5 separate regions of the Mus musculus genome follow, and all the other regions are linked to region 1. A link is a contact called in public HiChIP or PLAC-seq and promoter capture Hi-C data. All regions are on one chromosome and are shown on one strand. Each heading gives the region's core, a stretch centred on a gene start, on an enhancer-like site or on the middle of the called end of the contact. The rest is flanking DNA. Distances are from core to core; before and after follow the strand shown.

Region 1 (2,700 bases), core at 124-2,623:
TTTATTTTTATTTTAAATTATGTGTATGGGGGGGGTATGTATACAGGGTTGCAAGAATCTACTGCTCTGGAGTCACAGGCGATTGTGATCCTCCAACACAAAAACTGTGAATCAGACCCAGAATCTCTGGAAGAACTCTTAATTGCATGCGGAGTCACTTCTCCAGCCCCATGAGCTTAATACATATGTTTTCTAACATAGCTTTATTTATTTATTGTTATAGGGATTTGCTATTCAGCCTGTAAGACTGTAGCCCAGGTTAGTCACAAACTCACTTAGGACCGTCCAGCTTCAAAAACCTGCATCACTTAGTTGCACTATATACACACACACATATATATATATACACACACATATATATGAATGAATATAGTCTTTTACATATGTACATACAGAAAACCTTCTTTATTATTCTTCCGTTTATTTTACTTTCAAGATTTATTTTTAAATTGTGTATGTGTGCACACGTGGTGGGGGATGTTACGTGCACGTGAGTACGTGCACCTGAGGAGGCAAGAGGAATGGGAACTCCTGGAGCTGCAGCCGGAGGCAGGTTCCAGCTACCCGATGTGGGAGCTAAGAATTGAACTTGGGTCCTCTGAACGAGTACAAGATCTTAGCCCCTGAGTCTGCTCTGCGGCTCTTCCTCCACATATTTTTAAAGAAAGTTCTTCATTATCCTTCCCTGTAGTCCTTAAAAAACAGGCTGTTAATCTCCATTTCTCAATTACAGTGATGCCGCGTCGGGGAAGGTTGGGGTCCTAGTCGCCCCAATGCGGAACTTCAGTTTGGAGAGGGCCTGAGTTACTTCCCGCCCAGTACAGCTCCACCCGCGCATCCCCGGGCGTGGCCGAGCGCGGCCCCTTTAAGAAGGGGGGCGGAGCGCGAGTGGAAAGACAAAGCCCCTGGCCGCGCGCTCCCCCTCCCCCCTCCGGCGCAGCACACGGACAGTGAGTGCCCGGATGTCGGTGTCGCCGTCGGTGACAGATGGCGCAATGTCTGTATCAGTGACAGGGCTTTTTGCTCTGACCTCTTTGAGTCTTCCGCTTTTCGTCCTCCCCCTCCTACTGCTGTCCCATTACTTTTGAAGTCCGCCACTGGAGGCCCGCACGCCCGTCCCCGGCTCTTACATAACGTGACCTTTCACCTTTTCAGACTGCCCTCTGCTGCGCTGCAACTCAACTTCGCGGCTGGAGCCCAGGGGGCGGGACTCGACCTCGGAGCGGCAGCCTCTCTGAGCCAATAGGCTGCGAAGGCCGACGAGCCCTCCGCCTATCGGAGCCTCCGCCCCAGGGCGCCACGGAGAAGCAAGTTAGTCTGTGCGCTGGCCCGGCAGCGGGGGGGAGGAAGGGAATCTCCCGCCATTTTTCAATAATTTCCTCCCGTGCCCGCTGGAGAGGAGTCGTGACTGGCGGCCGCCGCGGCGGAGATCGGCGTGAGGTGAAAGGCGCCGGAAGGGGCGAGGAGAATCTCTCCGTTTTCTCCCCTCGAGGCGTCCCCCTGGCTTCCATGGCCGTGGCGCGGTCCCGCCAGCTCTGAGGGAAGCCGGAGTTCGCGCCGCCCTCTCACCCCTCCCCTCCCCCATCGCCCCGGGAGCCAGGCGCCTCGCTCGCTCGCTCGCCCCGGGGCTGCCGGGGCCTAGCGCTGCGCAGCAGAGCGGCCGAGCCTTCGGCGCTCCGTCCCCTGCCGGCGCCGCCGCGATGGCGCCGCTGCTGGGCCGCAAGCCCTTCCCGCTGGTGAAACCGCTGCCCGGAGAGGAGCCGCTCTTCACCATCCCGCACACTCAGGAGGCCTTCCGCACCCGGGAGTATCCTTTCTCCGCGCGCGGTGTGGACGCTCGGCCGCGGCTGCGCAGGGCGAGGGATGGAGATGGCGAGATGCGAATGGGCCGCGCGCGGCTCGCGGGGCAGCTGTCACCGCACGGGGCCGTCCGCGGGCCGTGATGCCCGGGGCCCTGCTTTACCCGGGCTTGGGAGCTCCGCGGCGAGATCCCTCCGGGCCGTCTCCAGCCGTCCTTCCCGGAACCGCGCGCCTCCATCCCTTTTCCCCTTACTTTGTCCCCGGGGCCTCGGTGGTGATCGCAACACCAATCCCCTCCTCCCCAACTTGGCTTCGGGCCCTAAATGACTAGGGAGGGTAGCCGGGTTCCCTTTGCGCATTTTATTTCTCTCTCCTTTCATAGAAATGAAACCGTCAAGTTTAAGTTTTTGAAATTGTACCGGCGCAGCCGCGTGATCCGGCTTGTGCAAGCCTCTACTGCGTCTTGAGTGGGCTGTGCGGGGACACTGATGTGGCTTGTGGGTTTTGTTTTTCTCCTCCGGAGTGGACTTTAGGCCAGGGATGAACTGACAGAACCGTAAATCACAAAACCTGGCATTAACTTTTTACCCACTGAAGATGGGAAGGAGCAGAAAGGTACATTGATGGTTCTGGTGGCCATTTATTTCCTAGAGAACACAGAAGTTTGACACTTAGAAGTTTCATTTTTCCGTCTTTTTTTTTTTTTTTTTTTTTTTGAGGGAGCGCTTCATGTAGCACCGGCTGGCCTCGAACTCAGAGAGGCTGGACACTGCATTCCCGATCCTGTCTGTCTGTCTGCCTGTCTCTCTGTCTCTCAATCTCTCTCTCTCTCTCTCTCTCTCTCTCTCTCTCTCTCTCTCTCTGGTACGTGAAACTGGTGTTTTAGAATACAAAGTCAGC
Region 2 (2,700 bases), core at 64-2,563, 600 kb before region 1:
TCCGTGGGATGTGTCTGGGCAGGCAGACTACGAAAATAAGCAGTTTGCTGAGGTTGCTAACGGTAGGGCGAGCCTGCTTGGAAATCACCAGCCTTAAACCTTGAAAATGCCACCTTGGAGAAAACCATTTTTTTTTCCTCGTTGATACTGGTGGAACCCAGGCTTCTGACCCATGCCCTATTATTTCTTTAAGAATCTCATGTACCCCAGGCTGGCATCTGTCTTTCAAGTGCTGAAGCTACAGGTATGTGTCATGTCAGCTTTTTTTGTTGTAGTTGCTTTGTTGAGACAGAGTCTCCCTTTTCTAGTCCCAGAACTCACTCTCCTCCTGCCCGGCTTGTTAGTAGTGTAAGAATGGCAGGTGTGGGACTGGAGAGATGGCTCAGTGGTTAAAAGCACTGACTACTCTTCCAAAGGTCTTGAGTTCAAGTCCCAGCAACAACATGGTGGCTCACAGCCATCCATAATGAGATCTGATGCTCTCTTCTGAGGTGTCTAAAGACAACTACAGTGTACTCACATATGATTAAAAAAAAAAAAAAAAAAAAAAAAAAAAAAGAATGACAGGTGTGTGTTACTTTACCTGGCCAGAAAGTATCTTTAGTTTTGTTATTGTTGTATTTTTTTTGTTTTTTTGTTTAATTTTTGTGATAGCTCTGAAATTTGTGATAGTACATAGCTCTGGCTGGCCTTGAACTTACAAAGATCCATGTGCCTCTGCTCCCAAGTACTGGAATTAAAGACCTGTGCCACCAAACCTGGGCCTAGAAAGCATCTCTTTAAAAATACTTATTTAGCCGGGCGTGGTGGCCCACGCCTTTAATCCCAGTACTTGGGAGGCAGAGGCAGGCGGATTTCTGAGTTCGAAGCCAGCCTGGTCTACAAAGTGAGTTCCAGGACAGCCAGGGCTACACAGAGAAACCCTGTCTCGAAAAACCAAAACCAAAACAAAACAAAAAAAACCTTATTTTAGCCAGGCATTGGTGGCACACACAAGAGATAGAGGCAGGCAGATCTCTGAAATCAAGACCAGCCTGGTCTACACAGTGAGTTTCAGAGCAGTCAAGGGCTACACAGAGAAACCCTGTCTCAAAAAAAATAAAAGTCCATGAAAGTAAAAAGAAATGAAATGATTTTATTTTATCTTATTTAATGTCACAATTAAATAAGATATAATAAAATGTCTCCCCCCCCCCCCCCCCCGCCTCTCAAACGCCAGCTCCTGAGATCACTGCGGCCTCTAGCGGCCAGGGATGGCTACGCGGTGCTCTCTGCGCAGGCGCAGGAAGAGATTCACCGCCTCTATAACGCACTTCCGCTTTCCTCTCGGCGTTGCCCGGAAACCAGGACCCAGACTTCCGTCAAAGCGGCATGGGGCGGGGCCTCGGGTGGCGGGAAGAGCAGCCACCGGAATGGAGGTTCAGGAGAGTGGCTGTGACCCATCCGAGAGTGGGGCGCAGGAGCCCTCGCCTGTCCCCAGCAAGACCGCCGGCCACTACGAGCTGCCGTGGTGAGCCTGCAGCCATAGTAACGCGCGCGTAGACGTGAGGGCGGGCCGAGCTCCAGGAACCCTGGGTTCGACCTGGGTCTAGGGGACAGAGAAGGTGCAGATGTCCCCAGGAGCGCAGATTTCCCCTTTCCTTCTTGAAGCTAGATATTCTGTTTTTCTTTCTTTCTTTTCTTTTCTTTTTCTTTCTTTCTTTCTTTTTTTTTTTGAGATCGTGTCCTGTGTAACCCAAGCTGGACTCGAACTCACTACGTAGCAAAGGATGACTTTGAACGTTGATCCTGGGGTGACAGGGCATGCATTACTTCCGTAAAGCAGTGCTGGGGATGGAACACAGAGCCTCGTGCACGCTAAGCTAGCACTCTACGGACTGAGGCCCATTCACAGCCCTGGGGTTCACTGTGAAGCCCAAGCTGGTCTTGAAGTTTCTGCAGTTCTCCTGCTTCAGCTTCCCAAATACTGGAATGGCAGGTGTAAGCCACCAGGCAAAGGTAGAGATTTTTATTTATGGAAATTGAGGAATATGTGTCTCGAGGTTCATCTAAATGATGCTTAAACGTGACTAATAGGCCCTCATGCAGTGCAATGCTAATGGCTTTTATTTATTTTATGTATATGAGTATACTGTAGCTGTCTTCAGACACACCAGAAGAGGGCATCAGAACCCATCACGGATGGTTGTGAGCCACCACTATGGGAATTGAGCTCAAGGCCTTTGGAAGAGCGGGCAGTGCTCGTCACCGCTGAGCCATCTCTCCAGCCCTGGCCTCATATTTTTTTATTTGTTTAAAAATCTCATCTTAAAAAACTATTAGCTTTAGCCAGGTGGTGGCACACACCTTTGATCCCAGCACTTGGAAGTCAGAGGCAAGTGATTCTCTGAGTTGGAGGCCAGCCAGGGCTACACATAGAAACACTGTTTAACAAAACAAAACTCTGTGTGTGTGTGTGTTTCACTTTTGTTACGGTAGGTCTCACCACCCTAAGCTAGCTGCAGACTTTCTGTATAGTCGAGAATGACGAATTCTGACCCCACTGTGTCTTCTGCCTATGGACAGGGGCTGCAGGTGAATTTTGAGCTTTTAGTTTTTGCATGGAACTTGCTGCCAGACCACATGCTAGCATGGAGCTACCCCAGCACTAGTTTTTCTTTATCAAAAGTAAGGTTTCTGACAGCAGACCACAGAGAGGTT
Region 3 (2,700 bases), core at 137-2,636, 790 kb after region 1:
GCTTCCGCGGCCTAGGAGCTGGAGAGAAAGCCACTCTCCCCTGTGGGACTCACACCCCAGACAGCTAGCTGGACTCTTTTCACCATGCTCAGGGAATAAGGCCTCAGCCCCACAGCCTTCAGCGCGTATACTTCATTCCTGTCCTATTCTCAGGGACAGCAATAGAGGTTGCTTCATCCCTGTCCTAAATGGCCATGGCTTGTTTGTTTGTTTTTTTTTTGAGAGATGGTTTCAAACTCTTAAGTAGCCAAAGACGACCTTGAACTCAGATCGACCCTTCCGTTTCCACCCCTGAATGCTAGGATTAAAGGCACTTGCCACGTCACATCTGTCTTGCAGGGGTCTTTTTAAAAATGTGTTTTCTTGTTTTATGAGTACGGGTGTCTTGCCTGCAGGTGTATATAGGCAGCATATATGTACCTGGTGTCTCGGGAGGCCAGAAGAGGTCACTGGACTAGAGTTATAGAGCTCTGTAAGTCGCCATTTGATTGCTGGGAATCAGACCCTGGTCCTCTGAAAGAGCAGTAGGTGTTCTTAACTTCTGATCCAGGGTTCTTGAATGTTCTCAGAATTCCTTTTAGCCCCGGTGGGGCAGGTGATTAGGAGCTGTGAAGCCTTTGTTCTTATTGGCAAAAGGGTCCCATATTCTTTCCCTTATACTTGTTGCCATATTAAATGGGTAATGTTTATAAAAGGTTTCCCCAGTGTCTGGCCCGCTCTAATGTGCTTAGCTATTGCTATGACTGCCCCCGTCTGACCTCCAAGACAAGAGCCAGATCTCATTCAATAGTTGTACGTGGCATATGATGTTCAGAAAATGTTTGTTGATGGGCTGAGTGAAATTGTGGCTATGAAGTCATAGAATGAAACAGAGGGGTCTCAGGAAGTAGTCAATGAGTTGGCTCAGCAGGTAAAGGTGACTGCTGCCAAGTCTGATGACCTAAGTTCAATTCCTGGGACCCAAATGTCAGAAGGCAAAACACTCTTGCAAGTTGCCCTGTGACTGTCACTTGTGCATGCCTGCACACACATAAATAAATAAATGCAATATTAAGAATTTTTTTTTTTTTAAAGAAAGGGCTCTGGAGGTTTTCAAAGGAAATTGTTATTACACAGAGAGAACACACACACACACACACACACACACACACACACAACTGAAGCATTCATACCTGTAGGGATGTTCTGGGTTCTTTCCCTCCAGATAATCCAAGTTTCAATCACTGCCTCTGCTCCAGGGACTTTAGGAGGGGGAAGGGCCCCCGAGATACAGATCAGCACAGACTTTTCTTCTTTTCTTTCCGTAGCTAGAAGGAGAGAAGAGGCAGTGTCCTTGGCCATGGAGCTGCCGGTGGCCCCAGCCTGTCCCCACCTGACCTTGGGGGCAGAGAGGCTAAGGGACAGTGGAAGTGGTCCGCAGTGTGGTGAGCAGCCCCGGAGGAAGGGCACCGAGGAAGAGGAGGAGCTAGGAGGCCAGGTGCCCCTCCTCCTGCCATCTCTCCCCCTCTGGGCTCAGGTTGCAGAGAAGCCCGAGTGGTTCCTCACCCCTGTGCAGGACAGCCGAGCATCAGACACTGGTGATGGAGAAGCAGCCTGGGTTACAGTGCGAGATCAAGGTTATCCCCAGCTACCTAGTGAGACCCTCTCGCAGCATAAAGAGGTGAAGGTGGGGGAGGGGGGAATTATCAGGATCGGCATAAGTCAGGTGGCTCAGAGGGTGAAGTTGATGGCTGCGCAGGCCTGGCAAATTCAGTTCAACCCCCAGACTCCACAGAATATCGAAAATCCAGGCTTGGTGCAGCACTCCTTTAATCCCAGCACTTGAGAGGCAGAGGCAGGGGCTGGTGAGATGGCTCAGGGGTTAAGAGCACGGGCTGCTCTCCCAAAGGTCCTGAGTTCAAATCCCAGCAACCACATGGTGGCTCACAACCATCCGTAACAAGATTGGATGCCTCTTCTGGAGTGTCTAAGACAGCTACAGTGTACTGACATATAATAAATAAATAAATATTAAAAAAAAAAGAGAGAGGCAGAGGCAAGTGGATCTTTTGTGAGTTTGAGGCCAGCCTGATCTACATAGTGAATGCCAGGACAGCCAAGGCTATATAGAGACTCTGTCTCAAAAACAAAACAAAACAAAAATAAAACACCAAGAAGAACAAAATCTTGTTAGAATTAAAACTTTCCCCCAGTTGTGAGTGTTTTGCTTGCATATATGCCTGTGTATCGCATTCAGGCCTCATGCCTTTGGAGGTGAGAGGAGGGCGTTGGCGCTCCTGAGTCTGACTGCAGACAGTTGTGAGCTGCCCTGTACGCACTAGGAATAGAACCTGGGTCCTCTGCAATAGCAACAATTTCTCTAACCACTGAGCCATCTCTCTAACCCTCCCTGTATATTTTATTTATGTATATGTACATGCATAAGTTTATGTGTGTCTTGTCTGCTGAGACTGGAGTTACAAATGGTTGTGAGATGCCCTGTGGGTGCTGGGAACCAGACTAAGGTCTTCTAGGATCATCAAACCTTCTAACTACTGACTCCTTTCTCTGTGTAGCCCTGGCTGTCCTGGAACTCACTCGGTAGACCAGGCTAGCCTCAAACACAGATCCACCTGCCTCTGCCTCCAAGTGCTGGGATTAGAGGTGCATGCTACCCGCTGCCACCACCACTACCCAGATATTTTTCTTTAAAGGGTTATT
Region 4 (2,759 bases), core at 88-2,587, 550 kb before region 1:
AAGGTGATCATTCTTCACCTAACAAAAGACACTTTGGGGGCAGCCACCTAGGAAACCCAACACCTCAGTACAACTATTGTGATATTCTCCGGGCAAGTCACCTTTGCTGTAAAAAAGGATAAAAGCCAAGTGTGTCCTTGACAAATAAACAAGACGATTAAATTGTCCCATAAAACTCCTATAAGCTTAAAAAAAAAAAAGAAAAAAAAGCAAGTGGCTGATGCTTGTTTATTTCTATTGTTTGGCAGGAGACTGAATCCAAGATATGCTAGACAATCGCTCTGTGACTGAGCCACAACCCCAGCTGGTAACGTGTTATTTAAAAGGGCACAAACTATCCGGGCGCCCGTTTTTTGGAATTATGCACCAGGAGCTATCTATTCATCAGTAAAGGATTTAGGGAGGTGGGAGGAGGACTGGTTTTAAAGTATGTTGTCTTTATCTGACCGGAATCAGAACGAAGCGAAAGCGATTCCCCAGGTCAGGGAAGAAACTGGGAAGAAATCAACAATCTCCGCCAGCAGACACGTAGTATCTGTCAATAAGGCATTCGAAACGCCAGGGAGGCAGAGAGAAAGAGCCACGCACACTCCCCACTACGGTGGATTTGTTTTGGTTCAGGTCCCCGCTCCCTGTCTCCCTCGCTGGATCCGACGGTCCCAGCATCCAGACTCGAATCGGAAGGGAAATCGCCCCTCTCGCTGCCGGCGGGCCTCTCGCAGAAGCGACCCAGGGGCTCCGCCAGGCAGCGGGGACCCTGGAGAGGGGCAGGCCGCTTCCGCCGCCGCCGCCCGCTTCCGCGCTGCATCCCAGCCCGGAGCGCGCTGGGGAGAAAGCTGGACGCGGCGGGCGGGCACTGGTATCCCCGGGAAACCCTCCGGTGTCGCTGTGATCTAACTTTCCGACCGAGGCCCCGCAGGGTGCCGGGTCCGGGGCCGGCGCGGAGCCGAGGGCAGGATGTGCGCCGCGAGCAAGCGAGAGACCCGCAGCCTAACCGTCGCCAGCCGCTCCCGGAGCGCGCCATTTCCAGGCCTCGCCTCGGGCCTGCTCAGGCCGCTTCCCGCCGCCCGTCTCGAGTGAGCGCGGCAAGGCCGCCTCCCCCTTCGAACCTTTCGGCACTCCCCCCGGCCGAGCCGCTGGCCCGCCTGACCGCGCCCCGCTCGCCTCACCCTCTACCGCCGCCGAAGCTGCTGTAGGCCCGATCGTCGTAGGTATCGAAGTCCGCCATTTGCCGTCTCCGCTCCTTGAGGAACCAGCGGGCCAGCGAGGAAGGACCCCGCAATATAACTCCTCCTCCCCCCGCCCGCCCCGCTACCGGGGCTGTCCGCCGCGCTGCCTGATCGCAAGTCGCACGCACGCATGCGCGCGCCGCCGCGCCCGGCCTTGGGCCGACGGGGCCCGCTGCTGGCCCCGGCGCGCTCTGCGGCCCACGTGGTGCGGCGGCCGGCCCCCGGGGCGCCGCGCGCACGCTCTGCCCTCCCAGGCCCATTGTGTGCTAGCTTGCTGCTTTCACGCGTGGTTGCCTCTTACTGTCCTTGCCCCGCCCTGCCCCGTGGTCACCTACCCCTCGGGCGTTGTCTGTCACCCTGCACGCTGCTTTCTCATTGTCACTAGATTCAGTTTGGGTTTTGTGGAGCCCAGGCTGGCCTGGAGCTGGGGCGCTGTAGCTGAGGATGACCTTGAACCCCTAGTTTTGTTTTTTGTTTTTTTGGGTTTGTTTTTTTGTTTTTTGCTCTCTCCCTTTCTCAAGGGCTGGGGTGACAGTGTGCCACTATGTTGGGATCTCTGGTATCACGTTAGATTTATTAAAGTGCCCTAGGTCTGCCCCACTTGGTCCCACTTGGGCACAATTCTTCAGGACAAATGGTCCCTGGGTAAAGCTAAAAGGAAGACAACCTGTTCTAGGTAGAGGTCCCTAGATGACCAAGGGCAGAAGGCTTGTAAGTGAGAATGGTGTGTGTGTGTGTGTGTGTGTGAACAAGACGAAGTGAAATATCTTTGTTTTTGAGACCTGCTACAAACGACGTGGTGGTAAATATCTGTAATCCCTACTCTAGGAAGACTGAGACTGGTCTCCAAAATAAAATAAAATAAATAAAAAACAAAATAAATCTTATAAAGACAAAACAAATTGTATTCTCTGTCTGGGTATTGGGGAGGGGTGGTGAAGATGAGGCTGTTTGTAGTTGAACTGATAAGAGATTAGATATGTTTTATTTTTGCAGGAGTCTGCTCTGAAAAAGAAATTTTAAGGGTGGGCAGGTGGGCTCAGTGAGTGAGGATGTTTGTTACCAAGCTTGACCTGAGTTTGATCCCCAGGACCCACATGGTAGAAGATGAGTCTCTCTCTCTCTTTCTCTCTCTCTCTCTCTCTCTCTCTCTCTCTCTCTCTCTCACACACACACACACACACACACACACACACACATCTAGCGGGAGGACCAGGTACATAGACCCTGTCTCAAAAAAAAAAAAAAAAAAAAAAAAAAAAAAATTCAACCAAGATGGACAGCTCCTAAGAAGTGACTCCTAAATTAGGAAGTGGTAGCAAAGGCCTTTACTCCCCTCATTCTGGAGGCAGAAGCAGGCGGATCTATGAATTTGAGGCCATCCTGCTCTACAGAGTGAGTTCGAGGACAGCCAGGGATACACAGAAAAACCCTGCCTTGAAAAACCAAGAAGAAGGAGAACCTCTGAATTTTACAGCACTTTTTTGTACCCCTGACACACAAAGACACAATGTTTTAAAAAAAACAAAA
Region 5 (2,700 bases), core at 59-2,558, 700 kb after region 1:
CTGGCCCAGCTTGCTCTCTTATAGAACCAAGACTACCAGCCCAAGAATGGCTCCACCCACAATGCCCCCCCCCCCCCGATCTCTAATTGAGAAAATGCCTTATAGCTGGATCTCATGGAGGTATTTCCTCAAAGGAGGCTCCTTTCTCTGTGATAACTCCAGCTTGTATCAATTTGACACTAAACCAGCCAGTACAAGTATCCAGGTTCAAATTCTAGCACCCACCTGGCATTCCAATTTCTGATACTCTCTGTAACTCAAGATCTAACACTCTCACACAGACATTCATGTAGGCAAAACACTGATACACATTATATATATATATATATATATATATATATATATATATATATATATAATAAAAAAAAAAAGCGGCCGGGTGTGGTGGGGCACGCCTTTAATCCCAGCACTCCGGAGGCACGGGCAGGTGGATTTCTGAGTTCGAGGCCAGCCTGGTCTACAAAGTGAATTCCAGGACAGCCAGGGCTATACAGAGAAACCCTGTCTCGAAAAACCAAAAAAAAAAAAAAAAAAAAAAGCATCAAATAGCCCAGCGGTGGTGATGCACACCTTTAATCCCAGCACTTGGGAGGCAGAGGCAGGCGGGTTTCTGAATTCGAGGCCAGCCTGGTCTACAAAGTGAGTTCCAGGACAACCAGGGCTATGCAGAGAAACATTGTCTTCAGAAAAAAAAAAAAAAAAAAAAAAAAAAAAGCAAAGCAAAACAAAACAAAAAAAAAGCATCAAAATAAAAAAAGAAAAATCCTACTTCAGAGAGAGAGAGAGAGAGAGAGAGAGAGAGAGAGAGAGAGGAGAGAGGAGAGAGAAAGAGAGAAAGAAGAAAGAAAGTCAGTTTCTGGGTCAGAAAGATACTCAGTGAACACTAAGGCGCCTGCCACGAAGCCTTTGCTCCCCAGGAGATACACTATAGAAGACAGCTATCTTGCCGGTGTCATGAGACCTCCACAGGTGTGCCATGACATGTGTGTTCCCACGGGCCTCCTTCTGGTTCAGACCAGGTTCAGTTGCTTCCCAGTTGCGACACAAAAGACCTAACCTCTCCTGGTTATTCTCAATAAAAAATGGGGCTGGCCCCAGGCCACCGCCCTTCAGCCAGCAGTGTCCTAAACCCGACAGTGGGAATCGCTCCAGCTACCGGTATTACGCCGTCATTTGTTTTCTTCAACAAGAGAAGTTTCCAGATGGGGGCAGAACCTTCCTGGCCCCGCCTGCCCGCCCCCTTTGCAAGCTTAGGGGGAGGAATGCAGAGGGGAGGGGCGGCGAGGGGCGGCCCCTGAGACGGTCATTGCCATTAATAGAGACCTGAAGCACCGCCTGCTAAAAATACCCGGCTGGGCACACATAAAAGCACGCTGGGGCTCCAGTCCGGCACTTCTCGGATCCTCAGCCCAGTGCTTCTAGATCCTCAGCCTTGACCAGCCAAGAACATGACCGAGCGCCGCGTGCCCTTCTCGCTGCTGCGGAGCCCGAGCTGGGAACCATTCCGGGACTGGTACCCTGCACACAGCCGCCTCTTCGATCAAGCTTTCGGGGTGCCCCGGTTGCCCGATGAGTGGTCGCAGTGGTTCAGCGCCGCTGGGTGGCCCGGATACGTGCGCCCGCTGCCCGCCGCGACCGCCGAGGGCCCCGCGGCGGTGACCCTGGCCGCACCAGCCTTCAGCCGAGCGCTCAACCGACAGCTCAGCAGCGGGGTCTCGGAGATCCGACAGACGGCTGATCGCTGGCGCGTGTCCCTGGACGTCAACCACTTCGCTCCGGAGGAGCTCACAGTGAAGACCAAGGAAGGCGTGGTGGAGATCACTGGTGAGTTTCCCTTGTGCCCAGAGGGGACGAAGCTGCCGAGGCGAGAGTGGTGGCTGGGGGGCTGAGGGTGGGGGCTGAAACCCTGAGGAATAGAACCCTGAGAAGTTAGAAATGAACCTAGGGACCCGGAGCCCGCATCATTCTCCTTTGCCTGCTTCTCTTGCCCCGGAACGCGGGGTGCAGGTTGCTCTTAAAAGCTCTGTCATCTTCGATGATATGGACCAACAGCTGGGGATGTAGCTCAGGGTAGAGCTTCGCCTGGCCTGCCGGGAGGCCTTGAGGCTTTGCGTTCCACCCGCAGCACAGAAACAAAATGAAGGAAGACCCAACACACCTTCTGGAAGACCTCATTCCCAAATAAGCAAGCGGCAGGATCAGGGTCCCTAGACCCAGCCGCAGAGGCTTTGAGTATACCTACCCTGGTATCCAAGTCTGGGTCAGAGCCAAGCCCTTCGCATCCCAAATCTCAGAAGGGAAGTTTCTGGAAAGTTTTAAGATTCCAGACAGTCAGGCACCCCGCCGCACTCGGGTTTGTTTGCCTCCCTGGGGGGTCCCAGCCACTCCTTAGCTAGGACAGCAGAGGGCTGCTTCTGACCTTCTGTCCCCACCCACAGGCAAGCACGAAGAAAGGCAGGACGAACATGGCTACATCTCTCGGTGCTTCACCCGGAAATACACGTGAGTTCTGATTCCTTGCATGGAGGGCGGGGAGGTGGGGGGGAGGGGGAGCGGACCCAGGGCGGAGGGCGAAGAGCCCCGGGTCAGGAGGGATGTGTAACCCTTGCCCTGATTTTCTGTGTGTCCAGGCTCCCTCCAGGTGTGGACCCCACCCTAGTGTCCTCTTCCCTATCCCCTGAGGGCACACTTACCGTGGAG

Evidence for each region. Promoter capture Hi-C pulls out the DNA fragments that hold promoters and counts their contacts. HiChIP or PLAC-seq counts read pairs in DNA pulled down with a chosen protein or histone mark.
Region 2: a promoter capture Hi-C map of embryonic stem cells shows a contact between it and region 1, with 2.1 times the contacts expected there. The contact joins the promoter of Rfc2 here to the promoter of Baz1b in region 1. A contact is called at or near these places in 2 of 39 promoter capture datasets (embryonic stem cells and hippocampal neurons).
Region 3: a contact with region 1 is called in a FOXA1 HiChIP or PLAC-seq map of pancreatic cancer cells. The contact joins the promoter of Ssc4d here to the promoter of Baz1b in region 1. A contact is called at or near these places in 2 of 115 datasets of contacts at active chromatin or transcription factors (microglia and pancreatic cancer cells) and 1 of 9 other capture datasets (liver).
Region 4: an H3K4me3 HiChIP or PLAC-seq map of embryonic stem cells shows a contact between it and region 1, with 8 read pairs. The contact joins the promoter of Eif4h here to the promoter of Baz1b in region 1. A contact is called at or near these places in 1 of 39 promoter capture datasets (cranial neural crest), 1 of 484 Hi-C or Micro-C datasets (double positive thymocytes) and 1 of 115 datasets of contacts at active chromatin or transcription factors (embryonic stem cells).
Region 5: a contact with region 1 is called in a FOXA1 HiChIP or PLAC-seq map of pancreatic cancer cells. The contact joins the promoter of Hspb1 here to the promoter of Baz1b in region 1. A contact is called at or near these places in 2 of 115 datasets of contacts at active chromatin or transcription factors (microglia and pancreatic cancer cells).

The regions. Positions count from the first base shown.
Region 1 is chr5:135,185,950-135,188,649 of GRCm38.p6, forward strand. It overlaps Baz1b (bromodomain adjacent to zinc finger domain, 1B), which reads left to right and starts at 1,374. Exons shown (of 19, transcript NM_011714.2): 1 at 1,374-1,807. The coding sequence starts at 1,701.
Region 2 is chr5:134,581,377-134,584,076 of GRCm38.p6, forward strand. Rfc2 (replication factor C (activator 1) 2) reads left to right here and starts at 1,314. Exons shown (of 11, transcript NM_020022.2): 1 at 1,314-1,510. The coding sequence starts at 1,413.
Region 3 is chr5:135,973,090-135,975,789 of GRCm38.p6, forward strand. Ssc4d (scavenger receptor cysteine rich family, 4 domains) reads right to left here and starts at 1,387. Exons shown (of 11, transcript NM_001160366.1): 1 at 1,173-1,387.
Region 4 is chr5:134,638,072-134,640,830 of GRCm38.p6, forward strand. It overlaps Eif4h (eukaryotic translation initiation factor 4H), which reads right to left and starts at 1,338. Exons shown (of 7, transcript NM_033561.2): 1 at 1,170-1,338. The coding sequence starts at 1,228.
Region 5 is chr5:135,886,611-135,889,310 of GRCm38.p6, forward strand. Hspb1 (heat shock protein 1) reads left to right here and starts at 1,309. Exons shown (of 3, transcript NM_013560.2): 1 at 1,309-1,824; 2 at 2,439-2,502; 3 at 2,631-2,700. The coding sequence starts at 1,449.